2 separate regions of the Delphinus delphis genome follow, and region 2 is linked to region 1. A link is a contact called in public Hi-C data. All regions are on one chromosome and are shown on one strand. Each heading gives the region's core, a stretch centred on a gene start, on an enhancer-like site or on the middle of the called end of the contact. The rest is flanking DNA. Distances are from core to core; before and after follow the strand shown. Region 1 holds the start of POLR2K (RNA polymerase II, I and III subunit K). Region 2 holds the start of ANKRD46 (ankyrin repeat domain 46).

Region 1 (5,319 bases), core at 1,969-4,468:
AGGAACATGGCAGGGCTTCCCTGGTGGCGCAGTGGTTGAGAGTCTGCCTGCCAATGCAGGGGACATGGGTTCGTGCCCTGGTCTGGGAATATCCCACGTGCCGCGGAGCGGCTGCGCCTGTGAGCCATGGCCAGTGAGCCTGCGCTCCGCAACGGGAGAGGCCACAACAGTGAGAGGCCCGCATAGCACACACAAAAAAAAGGAACATGGCAGAATTACAAAATTATGAAAGCCACAGTCCAGGAAAACCTGGACCAAGGAAGCATTCTTTAAAAATCTTGAGTATGGTAGTACTTTGTATAGCACATAATAAATTTACAGAACTTAATATTTGAGGATGGTAGTAGAAACAATGTTTTGTTTTCTTTTTTAAACGGCACAGTGCACAGTTGATACTTTCAATGTGCGAGACATACAAAACTATTAACAAAGTTGAAATATACCTAATCGAATCCTGGAACAGATGGAGTATCTGAGCATCCATATCCCTATCAAGGCAAAAGCTTTAAACATTCATCCAATTTAGTGTAAACCAACTCCTATTTTTTCTATATCCTGAAAGCAGAGTTTTTTACCTTAATGAATGATTACACCTGGGAAACTGCACCTGCCTTAATAGTCTGCTTCATCCACTTTACTTGGGGTTGATTTTGCCTTAGAGAAAGCAATCATTAAAGTTTCTTTTCCCTTGCCAAAGATTTAAAAAACAGTCAAGCATTATATACAAATACAGAAAGGCCTATGCCAAGTTAACAAATAAATTATAACTCAAAATGAGGTATGCACACTGATAGTAAGTGCGCTGGTATACTCTATACAAAATGAGGCTGGAGAGTTTACAAACAATTGGTGATGTAAAACAGTGGTTTCCTAGGAACTTACTTAATCAGACCTTTAAAGGGCCCTAGCAAACTTCATTTTTAACAAGGGCCCCAGATGATTCTAGGTTTTGATTGAAGTGTAGTTTGGGGAATCACTTTTAACCTTCACTGTGTGTCAGATTACATATACGATAAAATTAAATTACAAACCATGTAACTGAACAAAAATATCTTTATATAAGCTATTAATAGATACCTAAATACAATATGGTTTTTAAAATGAAATCATGTGTATATAGTTGTATTCATAAAGTACACTAATCAAAAGCTATATGACAACATTAATAGCAAATCCAAATCCAAATGAAGACATTCCTCTGTATTTCATCTTTCATCGAGCATCAAAAACCACCACTATACAAAAACTGAGTTAAGGACAAAATAAGTACTTCAAAATTATATTAAAAATTTAATACTTCCAAGTCACTTTCTCTTTGCAATAAGCTAGTTATTTAATCTAAAATGCACAAAAGAATGAAGTTCACTATTTACTATGATAATTAGAAATGAACTAAAAAAATAAACTTTTAATTATTAGCCCCCCCCCATGATACAAGAGACCAATGCACCAAGAAACACTAAAGCAGTGTTAAAAGTGATAATTTAGTGATCTAAAAAACACTGGTAGTTATTATATAACAATTTACTCTCAGTCTTTCAGCTAATTTGTAAGCCTCACTTATTCCATTAGGTAGCATACAAACTCAATATCTGTATTTCTCCTTGTATCATTTAGTTTGCCCATAAACTGAAGCTCAAGAATGAGTACTTATATACAGAATCCCTGAAAAAATACACTTATGAAAGCCCAAATCAACTAGTATTTAGATTATTTAGTATATGTCTATACCCTGGAGTACTGGTCCATGAAAATGCTAATCATGGCTTTTGTTTTTTTGGTAAGCAATCCAAGTTGTTACCATTTTTACCAGAAATTAGTCTTTGACTATCAAACCATGCATTATTTTTCACTTCCTCTTATCTCATAGTCATAAAGCTTAGTTAGAAGGATACGTCTTTTAGTCCTTTTCTTGTACATTATTCTGTATCCACATTCTCTGCAACGGATTGGATCCCTTGATTTTATTTCATTTTCTGTGTGACATTCTAGAAACAAAACACGTTTATTCAATGCCTAAAAGAGAAATATTACAGACGAGCAAATTATCTTAACCATACTTTTCACCCAAAGCACTAAAATATAGTATACTCAGTCTCAAGGGTATGTTGCCATTACCAACATATTAAGGGAGAAAGAAAAAAAGAGTGGCAGACAATGCATTTTTCCTAGGAAAGAAAATGAAATCTTAATAAGAGGATTTTTTTTAAGATTGTTAAAGTTGTTCTGCTTTCTAACTTTAAAGATGACTCATTTAAGCCAAAGATAAATGCAATAATTTTTTTAAAACCGAGATGAAATACTCTTACTTTTGTGTTACTCTTACCTCCACAGATATATATCATTGGCTGCTGCTTTGGGGGTTGAACGTCCTTCTGGGTGTCCATTGTTGTCCCTGAAATCACAGACTCAAATATTTAATATCTCAAATGGCATCCTCACAAATCTAACCAGGCCTCATGTTTCTCGGAGAAAGCTAAAAAGGTCCCAATTCCTAATCTGTGCTTTTTTCAAACCCTATAGGTGGGTCTAAAGAACGAAACAAAAAAACAACGTATTGTGCATTTACCCCCAAACTGGACACAATAATAAACACTTTACATATGTCATTTCAATTATGCATGCCATTTCATTATAATCTTTACAACAATTCTAGGAGGTATTACTCTTATTTTACAGATGAAGGAACTGGGGTTTAAAGAAGTTAATTTGGGCAGGATTATTCATCTGTTAAGAGTCAGAGATTTAGATCTGACTGCAAAGCTCGCGTCTTCATTTAACACAAGTTCCAAACTTTAGCAAGAGATTGCCAAAAAACTGTATCCCTCAACAGCAGAACGTGCGAACCGAAGATAAGGGAAGAACAAAGAAATAACTCCCAACAGCTAAAACGCCAACAGCTAAAGAGGCAAACAACCCAACAGCTAAAGAGGCAAAGGCCTAACAGCATCGACTCTATCCCCAGTCTCTCCCGACTCTAACCCCACACCAAACCTGTTTAGCCCCTAGCGTCTTTCCAGTTTTGGCCCAAATACCCACCCCCCCAATCCGCCAATTACCTACCCACGTAACACGGAGAAACTTCCCCGCTTCTCCGAACAGATTACGCCTCGCCGCTGTATGGCAGCCAACTTCCGGCGCTGGCTTATGACGCAAGCGGAGTCTCCGCCCCTTCCGCCCCAGGTGTGGCAGAGAAAGTCGGATTGAGTACAGGTGGTGAAGCTGGTTTGTATTTTTGTTGTTGTTGTTTTGGTGGGTTTTTTTGCGGTACGCGGGCCTCTTACTGCTGTGGCCTCTCCCGTTGCGGAGCACAGGCTCCGGACGCGCAGGCTCAGCGGCCATGGCTCACGGGCCCAGCCGCTCCGCGGCATGTGGGATCTTCCCGGACCGGGGCACGAACCCGCGTCCCCTGCATCGGCAGGCGGACTCTCAACCACTGCGCCACCAGGGAAGCCCAGCTGCTGCTTTTTCTGTATTTCAGACTCCGGACAAAAGTGCTTGTTTCGGTCTCACCTGTTTTCACTTTTCAGGGAAGTAAAGCGTTTTAGAAGCTCCTCAAGTCGAAGGAGGTTTGTTTCTCTGACATATGAAGTCGGTAGAAAGTAACACTTTTCCAGGAGGGCAGAGGGTTAGAAGAGAAACCCAAGTGAAGTGCTCGTGGAATCCTAGGCTGACCGTTACTCCGAGGAACGTAGAAGAATCGGCTCCACCGCTAATTTCCACGTAGAAAAGCACTTTTCAGATTATGCATTTCCAGTCGTTTGATACCTGTGCCGGGGCAGTGGAGCAGCCGCCCCTATCCTTCCTTAGAATCATTTCGTTTTTGCTTTTCGCCCCTTTCTCTCCTAGGCTCCCGTCATCCCTGTAACCCCCTCCTTTTACTCGTTTTAAAGCACAGGTGGGCTTGCGGGCAGCTATGTCAATCACTCCCACTTAACGCTAAGGGATTTAGGTAGTGGTAGCTGTCCATTGACCCTCCTTTCATCCCATGTATTAATTCCTTCCCAGAAGAACAAAACGACTTGTCCAGTGGAGGCGTGTTCTTTCCAAGATCAAAATTTTAGTGAGACTAGTAACAGTTGGGTTCACAACATTTGCATTCGTTTGCTTCTTTCACAGCAGGTATTTTACTTATATCACGAGAGAGAAGAAAATGAAGTTATTAAAAATTTAGAAACTAACCAGTTGTTAATAACTATTTTAGTTAATCTGAGAAGCAGGTTTCTTTCTGCCCAACATGCACTACTTTGGTTTTTATTAAGCAGGCTATACCGCTTTTCGGTCTTCCATCCAGCAACTTGGGAACCTTGAGCCTCACCTTTCACTTCCAGAAGGAATTCCAACTGGTTGCACCTCCACAGACCAGCCTGAGAGATTTAACTCGATTTTCTCAGTCTTCCTAGCTGCCGATTTTTAAATTTCCAGGAAACACAGTGGACTGTCCTGCTTCTTTCTCCACAGATAGGCTAAGATAGAACATAAATATTTTAATCATCAGCTCTCTTACGAAATACCCCTCCTCTTAACCAAAGGGAAGAGGTAATCCAATAGAACAGTCAAAATTAGCTTCACTCAAGAAATATTAGGTAAAACCATTGTCATGATAAGAGAAAGATTATGGAGTGATCCAGAAAGTGTAACTTTAATCATTGCAAACTGACCTGGGTTCTGACTATGCAGCTTGAGGTTATCAAGATGATGCTGGCACATAACACAGTTTGTGGAGATCAGAATGGATCAACACATGTAGAATACAAATGGGTCCTGGAACCCTACAGAGGGTTAGGGTAAAGACAAGTTATAGCAAGGAGATCCAGAATTTCAACAAGAGTTCATGTCGAGGCTAGTTCCCAATGCAACATTCTCTTTCCTATCAGCAGGAACCAGTAATTTTAGGATCATTTTGGAGCATGGTCTGTGGATGCTGTTATCAATGGTGACAGCTAACTTTTCTTGAGCATTTGCTACGTGCCGGACATCATCGCATTGCTCTCTCTTAATGAGGGCATTTGTTTTGCCAACTTGGATACTAGTGTTTTTAAATGCTTACATTGCAATAATATGGTTATGGAGATGCAAGTTACTATTTTCCCCCTGAGTATCTGTTTTCCTTTTTCTTGATCATACTCATTTAAGTATACCTGCATAGCTTGACTATCATGGTGATGGAAAACCCTTTCAGTATGTTTTCCTGGATGGTCTCCAAAAGAAGCGTTAGCTCTGTGGAAAACATATGGGTTTTAGAATTCTGAGGTCAGTAATGAGATTACACCCAATCCAGAAAGGGAAGGGAAAAGGCCAAAGACTGTGATGTGTAAA
Region 2 (5,894 bases), core at 3,221-5,720, 410 kb before region 1:
CAGTTTAGGCAATTTACCTATGTGGCCCTTAGTTTTCTCATCTGCAAAATTAGTTGTTAAGAGCCTACATGTGTGCTACTTTCTTGTTTTGTTTTGTTTTGTTGGTCAACTTGGTTAATGTGGGAACTATGTTTCCCAGTGCCCCCTCTCCGGTATGATTCCAGTTTAAAATTAGCACAAGGAGAACTTTCCAGGAGAATTGGGAGACAGAGCAAGGCAGAGGCCGTTATCTTCTGACAGTCTTTTCACAATCAGATACAGTGACATGGAAAGGCAAGTTCCTGGCAGTTTCTGGCATGTCCTTGTCCCCCTCCACTTCATGTCCAGTCCTTCTTGCCTTCTAGCCCCGCTGAGCAACACAGCACAGGCCCACCACCAGATGCTTGGTGGGGGACTCACACAGCAGTAGCTGGCTGCACAGAGGCAGCAGGTCCTAAAGATCCCCTTTGTGGTCCCACTTCAGCGGTCCCCCTCAGGCAGACTAGTTTGTAACTTTTTATATAAGCCTCCAGCATCTCCTTCCAAACCTTCACTTCCTGGACTCCTCCCCCAGTTGTGTGAGACGGAATGCCTGCAATAAATCCACTATCCTGTCACACAGATGTTCTCCCTCCCTGACTGAACCCACCTCTCACCAGTCACATTTAAAGGCTTTGCAAAGCAATGCATTTGCTTAAACCTTTGCAAAAGCTTTTCCCTTGCTAACGATCAGTTACTTGTGGAAGGGAAGGTTCACTAGAGCTAGGCACTATATACATTCCCATCACATACATTATTTCATCTAACGCATGTGTGAAATCCTGTGTGGTTCTGCCATGTGTGGGTAAATGCAAAGAAAAATAACAAATTGGGTTTTCAGCAAGTAGCCAAGCTCGTTCCTTATTCCCGAGGGGTCTAGCTGTTATTATTATTATTTTTTTTGCGGTACGCGGGCCTCTCACTGTTGTGGCCTCTCCCGTTGCAGAGCACAGGCTCCGGACGCGCAGGCTCAGTGGCCATGGCTCACGGGCCCAGCCGCTCCGTGGCACGTGGGATCCTCCTGGACCGGGGCACGAACCTGCGTCTCCTGCATCGGCAGGCGGACTCCCAACCAGTGCGCCACCAGGGAAGCCCCTAGCTGTTATTTTAACTCCAGAAATTCAAGGAGACCTATGATGTTTTCTTTGCAATTAACAAAAGACAAGAGATGTCTTTCCGAAAGATTTGCTTGATACTTCATTTCCAATTGTACTGTCTGCTGAAGGAAAATTTTCCTTAGTTTTGCAAATACAATACCTGACACACATACATGATTCATTTTTTTTTTTGGTGGTTTAAATGCTTAAACTGTTGGAGAACTGAAATGAACCTAACTCTGGCATAGATAAATATATGCTACCTATCTCTAATCCATGGTTTAGACATGCTCACTCCATGGTTATGCCTTGAGAGCTCTCGGTGTTGTTAAAAACACCTGATACTTGTTAGCCTGGTGTAGACTAGAGACTGGGGGAAGCCAAGCTTTCTGGGAGCATGTCTCCCTCTGATGGTCATTCGTTAGTACTACCAAAAACTGGAATGCCTTCTGGGAAACAGAGCTCAAAACCAAGAAATGCCCTTTCCTTTGTAGATAATGGTGTGTTTTTTAAACACCTCTCCATTCCAACACATCTCTTTCTGCTGAGACAACTGGTTACACTGGGGTGGTTGCTAGATCACTCTGAGTCTCTTCTGATAAGCGTTCTATTACAAAGTGTTTTTTTTTTCTGTTTAAAAAAATTGAGGTATAGTAGATATATAAGTTACAGATGTACAACACAGTGATTCACAAATTTTAAAGGTTATACTCCATTTATATTACAAATTTTATTTATCAAATATTGGCTACATTCCCATGTTGTACAATATATCCTTGTAGCTTATTTATTTTAACAATGTTTTTGAAAGACTCTTCTGCATTTTCTAAGACTGAAAAGGAATGTATAATCAAGATGGCCAAAACCCTTCTTTTCTTTAAACAGAAGAAAACCTCCTTAGAGAAAATCCTATGCCAAGCAAATATTTTCTGTCATTCTTTCATTCTTTACTCCTGTGGTTGTATCTGACACAGTGGCTCTTAACCCTGACTGCACATTAGAATTCTCTGAGCACCTTTAAAAACTATGGATGTTGGGCCACATTTCCAAACAATTCTGACTTGGTCTCGGCTAGGGTGTTGGTATTTTTAAAGTCCTGTAGCAACTGTAATGTGCTGCCAGGGCTAAGAACTGCTAAGCTAATAATCTTGAGTACCAGCTATGTGCCACTCATTGTGGTGGTGCTGAGGATTTGATGGCAGGGACACAATTCAGCCACACTGACCTTCTGACATCACTATTCCCAGGCCACACATGCTGTCCCCTCTGTCTGAAACACTCCCCCTGTTTGTTGTATAATTAATTCCTCATCCTGTGTATCTCAGTTAAATATCACTTATTCAAAGGCATTGCTGCCCTTCCATCTAAATTAGGTCCTGGACAGTTTGCCCTCCTATAACATCTCTCTTCTTTTACTTCATAACACTCATCCCAGTTATAATTACAGGTATTCCTCCCTGTTGGAACTCTCACAATCAGAACTCAGGACCAAACAGATTTTGGTAATGAGGAAGAAAAGGTAGATTTACCTGAAGGAAATGGAGTTTAAGCTTCAGGGCTCTTGCAGTGGGCTGAATAACATTCCCCTAAAGATGTCCATGGCCTAATCCCCAGAATCTGTGACTATGTTAAAAGGACTTTGGACATGGTAAAAAGGACTTTGCAGATGTGATTAAAATTAAAGACCTTGAAATGGAGGGACTGTTCTGGATTATCCAGATGTGCCCAACATTATCCAAGGGTCCTTATAAAGAGGCAGGAGGGTCAAAGTTAGAGAAGATGCAAGGTTGGAAGCAGAGGTCAGAGAGCTGAAAAGATGCTAAGCTGCTGATTTTGAACATGGAGGAAGGGGCCATGAGCCAAGGATTGTAGGTGGCCTCTAGAAGCTAGAGAAGGCAAGGAAACGGATTCTCAGAGCCTCCAGAAGGAAAGCAGCACTGCTTACACTTAACGGTCTCTATATTTTTTCAGATCAAACAAAAGCAGTAGTTCATGAAGGTGGAGAGATTCATTTGAACAGAAGTAATGAACAGGCTCTTGGATTGTTTGATAAACCAATTAATGAAAAGGAGGTAACTGTATGAACACACTAGGAGAAGGCTGAAATTCTTTGCTGATTTGATACAATTTACAGGCATCAATGAAGATATAATAAACTTAACAACCTCAAGGAGGACATCAATGACAAACTGGTTAATAAATGTCATCAATTCAAAGAGTATTTAATATTTATGATTAGTCACTGCACAAGAAAATGTGAAATGCCTGAAATCTTTTTTTTTAAATTAATTAATTAATATTTGGCTGCCTTGGGTCTTCATTGCTGCGCATGGGCTTTCTCTATTTGCAGCGAGCAGGGGCTGCTCTTTGTTGTGGTGCGCGGGCTTCAGTAGTTGTGGCTCACAGGCTCTAGAGCACAGGCTCAGTAGTTGTGGCACATGGGCTTAGTTGCTCTGCGGCATGCGGGATCTTCCCGGAGCAGGGCTCGAACCCATGTCCCCTGAATTTGCAGGCAGATTCTTAACCACTGTGCCACCAGGGAAGTCCCTGAAATCTTATTCTTATATGAAAGACATGTGATAGAGGTTTTCTCAAATTTGACAATAATCCTAAACATTTACATGACATTTCCAGGAGCAAACTGTTAGACTGAGTAGTAGCCATTGAATGGAAGGACTTGAGACCCCCAGAGGGTGGCTTGGCTGAGCGAGTATGCTAGAATTCAGGGGAGGGAGGACCACTGTGCAGGTCAAGTCTTCTTGGCTGTAGGACTGGAGTTGTTGGTTAAGCCGAAAAAAAAAAAAAGTTTCCAGTAAATGAACTTCCCACGACCTGCCACCTTTTTAGTTCGGGCTGGACGCATGTTGCATTTCGTCTGGGAATTCTAAAAAGTGGGATGTAAGTATTCAAACCCTTTTAGAAAAAAGCTCAGGGTCATATTTTAGAATTAGAGCAGCCAGTCGGTAGTTGCTATTACTAATACATCAATTTGGATTATAGAGAAGACTTACCTAAATTAGGCCAGCAACTATTAATTGATGCCTACAGCTCTTGGTAAAACTGTCCTTGACTTTGAAGCCTGCATTTAGCTTAGGGGTGGGATGTTTCTTTAGAAAAAGACGTGAAAAATGCAAAATGATCCTGGACTCAAATCGATGAAACCTCTTTCAGTTGTCTTTCTCTTCTCCCCCGTCGCAGTTTTGGTACTTTGCCTAGTTCACCGCGGAATCACAGTTTCTGATTCAGAGCCGGCAGAGCCGCCGTGCGGGCTGCCCGCCTACAGGGGGAGCACCAGCCGCGGCGCAGTGAGGCCGCTCTGGCCAGCTGGGGCCCCGACTCGTCTCAGTGGTCAGCCCTTTCCCTCCGCCCGCCGCCTCAGGCGCCGCCGACGCCGGGAAGGTGCTGCCGCTGTTACCGCTGCTCGGCCGACTCGAAGGTACCTGGGCCTCGGCCCGCGAGCGGCCTCCGGACGGAAGCCACTGACACCTCTCCCGCCAGCCCCGAAGCACTGGAAAGCATCGGCCCGGGGCCTGGCTGCAGGGAACCAGACCCGTGGTGGTGCGACGGGTGGCTTCCTGGCGGGTCTGTGCCGCTCGCGAGACCTGGGAGGGCCTGCGAGGGTTCTGGGGGTTTTGTGGGTAAAGGCTGCGCGGTCGGCCGCGGCGGGCGGAGCTGGGGCGGGCGTGCTCCCGGGGCTTCGCAAGGTCGGAGGTCCGAGCCGAAGCCCGCGGCCGGCTTCTAGGCGTTGGGCCCGAGAAGGTGCGCTGTGTCTTGCGTTGGCATAGATAGTACGTGGCCGTTTACTAGGCGCCCGTAGTCTAGGCGTAAACAGAAGCTGCTGAGAGGTGAGTGGACTGTCCCGATGGCACACGACCCCGGGTGTCCGGGTTAAAAGACAGCATTGCCTCTTATTCACATGCAATGCTGGAAGCAGATTGTCTTCCAGTACAGTGCTCTGCCTCGAGAAAAACACGTTTATTCTTCAGAACGGTCCACAGTGTTCAGAATTGGCTACAGAACATAACGAGGTAAAAAAAATATACCATTGAATAGTAACCCTTCTCACTCTTTAAAAAATGACGGTGGTACCAAGGAGCTCCTAGCTTAAAGAGCTGTATTATCAGTGATGTAGAAATTATAGTAATAGCTCTCTTCAGTGCTTACTATATGTCATTGTGCTGGGTGCTTTAAAACCTAGTACCTTTATTTAATCCTTGTAGCAACCGTAGGAAGTACCATTTCCATTTTACAGGTAAGGAAACTGAGGAACAGAGTCTGAATTTACTTGTCCGAGGTCAGACAGCTAGTAAAGGGTGAGATGGGATTTGAACCTCATTCATCTCCCTTACTCCAGTGCTTCTGCTTGTTACCTATCCAAACACGTTCCCTAAGACTTTTATTTGCTTATTAATTTGACTTGAACCAGCTTGAACTGATTTCTCTCAGGTTTAATTTTCATGGCTAAATGCAAGAGTCCTGTACCAACTTATTTTTAGTTTAAAAGGAGTTTAGGGCTTCCCTGGTGGCGCAGTGGTTGAGAGTCCGCCTGCTGATGCAGGGGACACGGGTTCGTACCCCAGTCCAGGAAGATGCCACATGCCACGGAGCGGCTGGGTCCGTGAGCCGTGGCTGCTGAGCCTGTGCGTCCGGAGCCCGTGCTCCGCAACGGGAGAGGCCACAACAGTGAGAGGCCATGTACCGCAAAAAAAAAAAAAAAAAAAAAAAAAAAAAAAGGAGTTTAATGAGAAAAACGTTTACTCATTAAGGAGAATAGTGATA

The links. Hi-C and Micro-C count contacts between places; a contact is called where the count stands out from the background.
Region 2: a Hi-C map of lung shows a contact between it and region 1, with 3 times the contacts expected there. The contact joins the promoter of ANKRD46 here to the promoter of POLR2K in region 1. A contact is called at or near these places in 2 of 3 Hi-C or Micro-C datasets (lung and muscle).

Annotation. Positions count from the first base shown.
Region 1 is chr17:44,416,323-44,421,641 of mDelDel1.2, reverse strand. POLR2K (RNA polymerase II, I and III subunit K) reads right to left here and starts at 3,218. Exons shown (of 4, transcript XM_059994985.1): 1 at 3,064-3,218; 2 at 2,327-2,395; 3 at 1,896-1,988; 4 at 1,036-1,235. The coding sequence starts at 2,387. The coding sequence ends at 1,213.
Region 2 is chr17:44,825,447-44,831,340 of mDelDel1.2, reverse strand. ANKRD46 (ankyrin repeat domain 46) reads left to right here and starts at 4,470. Exons shown (of 5, transcript XM_059994990.1): 1 at 4,470-4,551.